Linked DNA regions of Arachis hypogaea: region 2 is linked to region 1. The links are chromatin contacts, called in public Hi-C maps. All regions are on one chromosome and are shown on one strand. The core of a region is the stretch at or near the end of the contact, and the rest is flanking DNA. Distances in the headings are between cores, read along the strand shown.

The links. Hi-C and Micro-C count contacts between places; a contact is called where the count stands out from the background.
Region 2: a contact with region 1 is called in a Hi-C map of an unstated tissue, with 4 times the contacts expected there. The contact joins the enhancer-like site here to the promoter of LOC112783656 in region 1. A contact is called at or near these places in 2 of 8 Hi-C or Micro-C datasets (leaf and an unstated tissue).

Annotation. Positions count from the first base shown.
Region 1 is chr20:115,603,168-115,608,301 of arahy.Tifrunner.gnm2.J5K5, reverse strand. LOC112783656 (homeobox protein knotted-1-like 3) reads left to right here and starts at 2,759. Exons shown (of 6, transcript XM_025826690.3): 1 at 2,759-3,879; 2 at 4,173-4,293; 3 at 5,115-5,134. The coding sequence starts at 3,196.
Region 2 is chr20:115,775,596-115,780,729 of arahy.Tifrunner.gnm2.J5K5, reverse strand. No RefSeq gene overlaps it. Among protein-coding and RNA genes, the nearest start is that of LOC140182817, 5.9 kb to the left of the region's middle. Within about 2 kb of position 2,054, at least 1 of the 3 cell types and tissues checked has open chromatin away from gene starts, as enhancers often do.

The DNA of each region.
Region 1 (5,134 bases), core at 1,510-4,009:
ATTCGGAAACTAACCAAACTTCTTGGTCCTTAGTTTATGCTTTACGGCGAAACACAGCAACCCTTTCTGGACCTAACAATGTTAAAATAGATTTCAAAATCATATGGGGAAAAAGAAAAGAAATTAAAATAAGATCTATTTTGTCTACCACGTGATCCATTATTTTCCAAATTGATTTGACTTACTCCGCGAAATTTAAATGTGTGGTAGCATATAATCGAAAAAAGCATTTTCTTACATTATTATTGGCTCTACTATTGGTGAGCATCTTATTATCGGTGACTAAAAGTAAAGGTTGCATGAGTCTAGTTAATACAGAAAAAGAGAAAAATGAAAATGTTTATATTACACTACTACATAGATTTAAAAACCAACCAATATATTTTGAGTTTAATTAGGATCGAATGAACGTAGATTTACTTGCGTTTATACCCGATGACTATTTTGTTACACACATGTAGCTAGCCTTCGTTTCGAGTTTATGGTAAAAACCTAAAGAATGGTAAAATAATATTGTTGGAAAAACTGTAAAAGCAAGTATATATGCTCAACCAAACTAAGAAAATAACACCTACATATATCATAAAGAAGAATGCTAGGGGCAGCAATTTTGGTGTTTTGTAACCATCAATTGGCCATCAATAGTGTTTTTAATGGTGTGAGATTACATCTAATGGTGGGAGATCATTCACTTTTGTTTTGATGGTTAAGTGCTGGCCAGAAAACACAAAAGTTGCTGGCCCCTAGACTTTTTCTATCATATATGTGTTATGGGCTATGGCAACAACTGCAAACCGTTGTCGTTAACAATAATAAGTGTTAACTGTCAATTCGTACTCAAAACATTCAGTGGCTTATAAAAAAAAATTTTAAAAATATTATTGACAAAATAACTTTTAAATAATTTAAAAATACGACAAAAAATATCAATAAATATTATATTTTTTATAAATAATAAAAAATTTATATTTAATAAACAAATTATCCATTATATCTAAATATTTATGACATTTGAATAAATATTTACAACCTATTGTTACCGTTAAAATAGACAATAGCTTAAAGTGGAATATACTAGTGTTACCTAGGGGTGCACAGACCCGGCCCGGCCCGAAGGCCCGGCCCGGTCCCGAATACTTTTGGGGCTAATTTGGTGTGATTTCATCGGGTTTAGGGCCGGGTAAGGATCTCAAAAATAGACCCGGTCATTATTTCGGGTCGGGTCCGGGCCATAGCTCGGGTCACCCGAAGTCGGCCCGGTGACCCGGTCATCATACACAATTAATATTTTGTGTTATTAGTGATGGATCATGACTATTCTTATGTGGAATTTAAGTATTGTAAATCTTAATATTTTGTGTTATTAGTCATTATAAAACTATAAGTTAATGTTTTATGTTTAGAATGCATAAGACTTTAGACTAATGCATAATATTGTGTTATTTGTATTGATTTAAATATTTGGTATTATTAGACAATATTAGTATTGATTGTGGTTATACTTTAGTATTGATTGTGGTTATGCTTTAATTTTGAAGAATGGTTGGTTCTTGTTATATTTTTCTAAGTGAATTTTACCATGTTAAATAATGGTTGGAGTCTTGAAAATTTGGATATTTTTACATGCTAGCTTACAAGAAGGTATCAACGTAATGTAATGTTAACGGCCCGGTTTTCACCCGGTTTCACCCGGTTTTTACCCGGTATAATTGTGGCCCGAAAGTGTATTGGTTTCATCGGGTCTAGGGCCGGATTCGAGTCTAATAAATAGACCCGGTGTATATTTCGGGCCGGGTCTGGGTCACATCAAACCCGGCTTCACCCGGCCCATGTGCACCCCTAGTGTTACCTGATAGATTAGGAAATGGTTAGATGGTTACTCTACATTTATGGCCCAATGAATGCCAATGAAAAAGAAGAAAAGAAAAAGGTTCCCTTTACTATTACGATAGAGTGATAGACAACGTGTCATAATGGTTAAACTATAATTGGCAATAGCGTTAAATTTTATTAAGGCTACGGTTTTGGGTGTTGCTAAGCTTAGTGTTGTCTTCTGTACCCTGAAAATTCAAAGAGCGTTTTTCCACTAATAATCTTTTGAACTTTATTGATAATTTGTTATTCACTTATTGAATAATATTTTGAAAAGAAGTGTGAAAAGAATACATGCATGGTTTTTCCACATAGATTTATTTAGTATTAATTTTCACTATCAATTACTTAGTAGATGTTTCTGTAAGTTTTCCACAGGAAGTCTCTTTTTTTAACCAATACAAAAAATCAACACCATGGATAGATGGTGATAAAGTTTTGAAAGAAAAACCCATCATGAATCATGATGGTTATAATTAAATAATTTTCATGTGATTAAGAAAAGAAAAAAAAAACAACTTTTTTTTCCAAGCACTTTGATTATTTAAAAAAAAATAAAAATATTAATACATACAAAAACTTAAGAAAATTTTTATGGTGTCTATCAATTGTTGTCTAACTTTTGCCTAACTTATTTTTTGTGATAAATTTTGAATTTTTAAAAATAATTTATTTTTATATCTTTTAAATTAAATATAAATTTTTAAACTTTTTTAATAAATATACACCACTTTTTAGGCACCATAACATTCACAAAAACTTAATTATTAAATTCGTCACTAAATATATATTAATTAATTTATTTTTAATATATATTTTATATTTTAATGTATATTTTTTTTATGACATTTCTTTTAATGTATATTTAATATCGATAACTGAATTTTCGTAGATAACATAGTTGAAAAGAAAATTTGACAAGAATTTCAGATAGTATAAAATAGAGGGAAGAAGTTAGTTTGGCAAACGGGCCTAGTAATATTGGCGGTGACCGGAAAACCAATTTGCAGCAGAAGAGAAACGGAAAAAACAAGGCCTTGTTGTAAGAATTTAGAGTTCAATATACAAATACAAGGCAATACCAGGTTTCATAGCCACAGAAAAGAAAACGGCACCCTCTTCCCTAGCTAGCTAGCTAGCTCCTACTCTATTCTCTTTCTCTCAACTGAATTTTCCTTCACCGTAATAGCAGCTAGCTACTAACACTAAGTCACTAATAATAAGTAATAACCATAACCATACTCTACGCTTTGATTCTATTTAGTTAGTTAATTAGTTAGTTAGTTAGTTAGAATTGTTTGTTTCTTTTAACTCTAACGGCATATGGCATACCATAACCACCACCTCTCTCAAGACCTTTCACCACTTCACCACCAACATTTCAGTGACCAACAGCAACCTCAACCGCTCTCAGATAACACTGCTATACTTTCCGACCACCTCTCCCCCACTGACCCCACCGCCAAATCCCCCTCCGATCCTCACCCCAACTGGCTCAACAACGCCCTTCTCCGCACCCACTACACCAACAACGATACCAACGCCACCAATTTTCTCAACCTCCACACCGCCGCCTCTGCTTCTGACTCCTCCGCCGCCGCCGCCGCAGCTGCTTCACAATCCTCCGCTCAGTGGCTCGCCCGCCCTGTCCTCCACCGCAACCACAGCGAGGTCATCGACGACGTCGCCCCCCTGTCCAACAACGAATCGCCTGATATGAAGGTTGCCGGCGACGGCAAGGGGGAGGTGGTGACTGTGGAGAGCGGCGGCGAGGGCGGAGGTGGGTTGGTGAACTGGCAGAATGCTCGGTACAAGGCGGAGATTCTGTCACACCCGCTTTACGAGCAGCTTCTGTCGGCACACGTGGCGTGCCTGCGGATCGCCACGCCGGTGGACCAGTTACCGAGGATCGACGCTCAGTTGGCTCAGTCCCAGAATGTGGTGGCCAAGTACTCTTCCTTCGCTCACGCTCCTCTCGGCGATGACAAAGAGCTCGACCAGTTCTTGGTAAACTCCTTCTGTTCTCCATTCATTCCCACAGCTTTTTTCTTTAAGCGTTTTCCGTGTTTTATGATACGGTATTAAAATTTATATAATCAAGACTTCCATCCTTGTTGATTTCGTGTCGAATCTCAAATTTGGATAATTATTATTCATAATTGAGATGGTTTTGTAGTCATATATATCTATTATGGCAGTGGGCTTGAACAATAGTATTTCTATTTTATTTGTAATTCATTAATTCCAGAATTGTGTTCTTTATTTTAATATGATTTCATGGTTGGTGCTGATTGTTGCAGTCACACTATGTTTTGTTGCTCTGTTCCTTCAAAGAACAACTCCAACAACATGTTCGTGTCCATGCAATGGAAGCAGTAATGGCTTGCTGGGAGATTGAGCAATCCTTACAAAGTCTAACAGGTGCAATAATTGCGTTCTTTTTTCATTTTTCATCTTAAAAAAATAAAAATAAAAACACTAGGAATAAAGGTTGGTTGGTCACAGTGGTAAATTGAAAATAACTTGTACCAAAATTCTTGTCTAACCATTGTGTGCTCCCTCAACGATGTTCCTGATATCAAGGAACCAACCAAGCAGTGACTGGCTCACCCAAACACATTACCTATTTTTGAGCAACTTCCACAAAACTGCTGAGTCAGGTTCATGTCCCTCTATAATTGGCACAACATATTATGTACCTTGATAAAAAAAACCTTTAGCTGAACTTTGGGAGTCTTTAAAATATATTTATATATCTATTTTTTTATAGGAACATAGCACAGAGTTCTTGCTGTTTTTAATTCATATTCAGAACAATGAATTCCCCGGGATAGCAACTAAAGTTTGGGTCTAACCTCATGTTCAAAGTTTCTGACAAGTTAAAATACCGGTCAATTTAGGTGTGCACAATAAATGATATCAAAGTCCTTGAGTTTTGGTAGACTAAATGGAACAGGGGGACATGAGTAACAGTTTCCCGTATAAACATCCGTTAACTACTTGATTAAAATTGGAATGTATGTAGCATAATAAGGACATAATGATTGTAATTTCTGTGATGTATAAAGTCTATAATAAAAAGGCTTTACAATGTCTTGCTTAGTTTGCCAAACTATCTTATGTTTTTGAAGTAGACAAATGACCAGGAAAATCAAATTGCATATTTGCATAGTCCTTTTTCGCAATTGGATGAGTGTACTAAAGCTATGATTTCTTTCTACATGCTATGTGATCGATGACAGGAGTTTCGCCAGGGGAAGGT
Region 2 (5,134 bases), core at 805-3,304, 170 kb before region 1:
AATAACATATGAGATATTTTAATTATAAAATTAATAATATATAATAAATTTTACTCAATGGTTATATAAGTCTCACCGACTTTTACTAAATCAAATTAGTATGTCAAATTTTATTAACGTTATTGGCTAGTAACAAATCCTTAAATAAAACTCAGTACTGTGTCGAATTAATTTTTAACTTATCAAATTCAGGGATAAGTAAGAAACCAAAAAAAATTAGTATGTCAAATTTACTAACGTCAACCAGTTGACTTCTCCAAATCACTTTAGGTAAGAACGAATATGATTGACGTTGGTAATTTTTTTTTTGGTGACTAACGTTGGTAATTTGAAAAAAACTATATCGCATGTAAAAAAAAAAAAATTCAATCACCAAAGTAATATTCACAATAATATATATATTAGAATATAAAAAATATATTAAAAATAAATTAAATAAAACATATATTTATATATAAATATTTAATAATTAATTTAGTGATTAATTTTTTTATATATTTATAACATTTTTAATTTGCAAACAAAATTAATTTGGATAAAATTTGAAAGGCTAATAAAATTTGAAGGACCAATTTAATAAATCCCCTCGACTATATCGTTGGAGCACACCATAAATTGGACCAAACCTTTCAAGTTACGGCAAAACTTTTGCCACACTTCCTCTTAGGCTAAGGTCGATGCTAACAACTAACAACTTCTAAGACTGGTCCTCACTGTATATTTATTATTAAGTTCTACAAAAAAATTACAAATATATAAAAAATTAGTTATGATATATATTAATAAAAGGAGATGATAAACGAGGCTAAAATTTGTAGATATAGATATTTTCAGTATAAAATACAACATTTAATTATTTTCGTGTTTTACACTATCATGATAATAGTTTTGTAAAAAATTATTATTTTAATTATATAAAGAATGACGTTTTGTAAAAAAAAATATTATTTTAATTATATATAGATAAAACATTACCGATGTTTTATAAACACCCATAATAATGTATAATACATAGTTTTGACTTTAAAAAATTTATCACTCATAATTCAATATACAAAAATAAAAATTCGATAAATGACAGGATGAATTATTTTCATTTCTAATGTGGCATTGTTTTAATGGAAGCCTGAAGCCTGAAGCCTGTACACTACTATTTGGGATACTGATAGAGACTATAATTACTAGTGCATTAGTGTTAGTCCCTATATATTTTTATTAATTAAATATATATATAATAACAACAAATGTAAAATTAATCTAAATAATAAATATTTTAAAGATAATCAAAAGATTTTTGGATCAAGTTAGACTAATCCAACTTAATTGGCATCCAAGTTAATTCTTTCGTAATATCTGTCGTTTTACTTAATTTTTGTTCAATTTTAAAACAGAAGTCAATCAATTTATATTAAAGATCTCAATTCAAAGAGTAAATAATTTCTAAATATTAGAACTTTGTAAGTAATGGACAAATATTGAAACTTGTATTGTTAATGATATACAAACAGATGTTTAGCGAGAACAAGAATTAAAATAAAATCAAATATTACCTAATATATTTTTGAGTCTGGAAACTGAGCCTTATATTATCATGCGACTCTATTTTATTGGACCAATTATTTTTATATATTTTTCTTTTGTAATGTGTTGAATTTGTATGTGGTAGAAATAAGGTTAAAAATTAAGATAAAAACTATGTGAATTTCTCATGAACCTTACCTACGACATGATGTCATTCAATATGTATATATTTATAAACTTACAGTAACTTAAGTGTTAAAATAATTGGTTATGAAAGGGAGAGTAATGAGGGTGATGGTGGGGGCGGTTCAAAGATGGCAGTAGGAATTAGGTTGGAAGGAAGGAAGCATTAAGCAAGGCATTGAATTGGTACACAACGGAGGAAAGTGACTCAAAAATAATGAATATGGGGAATATGGATTGGAAGGTACTACTTGAAAATGATGGAGTGCCCAATTGACCCTAGCTACCTCTGCCTATCAATCTTTTTAATTAATTCCAATTGGAATATATATACTATATCATTTTATACACCCTACAAAACTACAAATGCTTTCGTCAACCATCAAATTTTCTCCTACATATATACTAGTACCCTATATAAATGTAGAAACACCGCAATTTCACATTGACTTTTTTTTTTCTCTCTCTCTCTTTTTAACCTTCACTAATTGATTTCCCCCTTTCTGCTGTAAATTATAATAGTTTCATTCTGATTCATTTCATTCACTCCGGAGGAATATCTTTCTTCTTCATTACAAATATATAATGATCATATAAGAAAAATTTAATTTTAATATAATATTAATGTAAAATAATTTTAACTTTTATATGTATATTTAATTAATATTTCATTTGGATTTTGCTTTTGCGACCATAACAGGAGTTAGAGGTAGAAATAAGTCAGGCAATTTATCAAAAGTCTGCAACCTGATATGCATTCGGTAATAATTTTAGATTCAAGTTAATTTAAAAGTCTAATTCTATTGATAGAGTAGACTAGATTTATAAAATAGCCTAATAAAATTGATAAGCCTGTTGAACCTGTTAAAATATAAATAATATAAAAATAATATTTTTTAATTAAAATAATTATTAAAAAATTTAAATTTGTTATATTTTATTATAAATATTTTTTTTATATTTTAAATACTTTAAAAATTTAGATATTATTATAAGGATTGAATTTAGTATATTGTATATAAATATTTTTTAAAATATTTTTATTTTTTTATTTTAGTAAAAACATATATATCAGACATGTTATCAAGTTTTAAGTCAGGTTAAGTTCAATAACAAGTCAAATTTAGTACTTAAAATAAAGTCTATAACAAATTACAAGTCAAGTTCTGGTCTGTTAAGGATAAAAGTCTGTCCTGTTTTCACTCCTAATAAGAGGTTTCAATCAAACTTATATCAAGATCTCAATTTAAGGAGTAGATACAAATAAAAAGCAAGAAATAAGAAAGAAGTGTTAAAAAAAAATCATAAATTAAGAAGTAAGAAAGAATAAGTACAAAAAATAAAAAACTAAAAATTACAAGACTTGTATTGAAATGCGTAGAAATTGACAAATACTTGAATAAAAATATCTAAATTTAAATAATAAAACAAACATAAAATTAAAAATGACGGAAAAAAAAAATGGAATCTCCTAATACTTACATGGATTCTTAACTTTTGTTTATGTGTGTCAGTGTGGCTAAAATTATTTAGAGTAAATGAGTGTATAAATGATTAAAAATTTTCATAACTTATTAAAACTAATTTATAGAGAAAAAAATTTTAAATTAATTGATATAACATTAGATTTTAAATAGTAAGCTTGTACTTTAAGTAGTTTTAGTCTCTTGAATCTCAAATAAACTTAAACTTCAAGTAATTTTAAATTTCAGTAGTCTTAGACCTAAGCAAATTTAGACACCATATAATCATAAAATAACTTGACCATCGAACCTAACTCATTCTTATTTTCTTCAACCATAATATACTTCATACATATGTGGACTTCGATTTTAACTATTGAATTTTTTTCATGTCAACCATTTATACCAAATTTTTGGTATAATAATTATATAATATTATATTAATAAAAATAATTATTTTTTATGTTAATTACATAAATATTATTAAAAAAATAATACAATTCAACAATTATATAAAATATTTTATTGGCTCATTGAATTAATATTAAACTCATATGAATCCACAAGTTCACGCAAGTGTGTCCATGAATGTCTAAAAAGCCGTACATAATTCTATTTCATCACAATTTAATTTCTGGAAAATTAAGCAAGCCAATGAATGGAAGGGCATCCTAATAGAAAAAAAATTGAAAGTCATAATTTATACTCTAACTAATTTCTAAATAAAAATTTTAAATTTTTTATTTTTTATGTTTTCAAAAAATTATATATATTTACTCATTTAAATATGAAAAAAAATTAAGAATATAAATTAGATCTTCTCAATCTTACTCATGGCAATATTATTTCTTTTGTTGTTCGTATATAGTGAAAGCAAACAATATTATTCAATAACAGTGAATAGATAAGGTATTGGAAGAATCTGACATGATGCCAGTGTTCTTTCACAACCTTGAATTGTCAAATTTATGCTCCAATATTAGAGACCCTTCATTTTAACTATTGCAATGAACAATAAATAAGAGACTAATAACTTTTACTCTTCTACTCTCTTTCTCTCTAAAATGTATTATGATATATATCTCCATATGTTTACACATATAAAGCATAATCCTGAAATGTTTATTGTAAGGACCATATCCTACAAAAAATGTACAGAGAGATTGAGAGATAGAAGAGAGAGGAGATTGGTGTGACAAGACAACATTATGAAATTAAGAATTACACAAACACAAAATACACGAGCATCAAAATTGCTATTTGGGTTCAGAAATCAGACCCGAAGAGAAGCAGTAGAGAATAAAATTAGAAAAGGAAGCTAAGAAAAAATTATAACAATAATAATAATAAAAACAAGAAGTGAGACGCATATGCATATGCATATGCCTGTGAAGTTCTGAAATGAATGCATGCATGCTTGCTCGTATGTGCACTCTTTTGATGCTCTTAGTTTCTTTTTACCTCATCTATCATATCACCTACAATCCCCTTGGTGGGGACACTTGTTCACGTTTCTTCTTTTATATACTCACCTTATTACATATATATAGTAACTTTTAACGACAGTTCCACTTCTATTGTTGTGATATTTTCAAATATAACCAAAAGTTATTCAGCAACACCTATTAGCTAAATCGGTTCACACTTCTACTAGAATATATACTATCAATTTTGATATATTTATCTTACTATAGGTGCTTAATCCTAAGGAGAAGGTGAATCAATTTAAAATATAATGCGAAATAAGGTGATGTAATGAAGCTATTTTTTTAAAATTTAATTTAATAGGAGAAAAAATATAAATAATGATATTTTTAATATATTTTTTACGTAAGAGTTTTTTTTAATTTATACAAAATTTTTGTATAGATCTTCTTTCTCTTTTAATTTGTCTCGAACTCTAGATTTTTAAATCATAAAAACTCTAATACCATAATATAAAATTACCTTTTTTCTAAAGTTTAAAG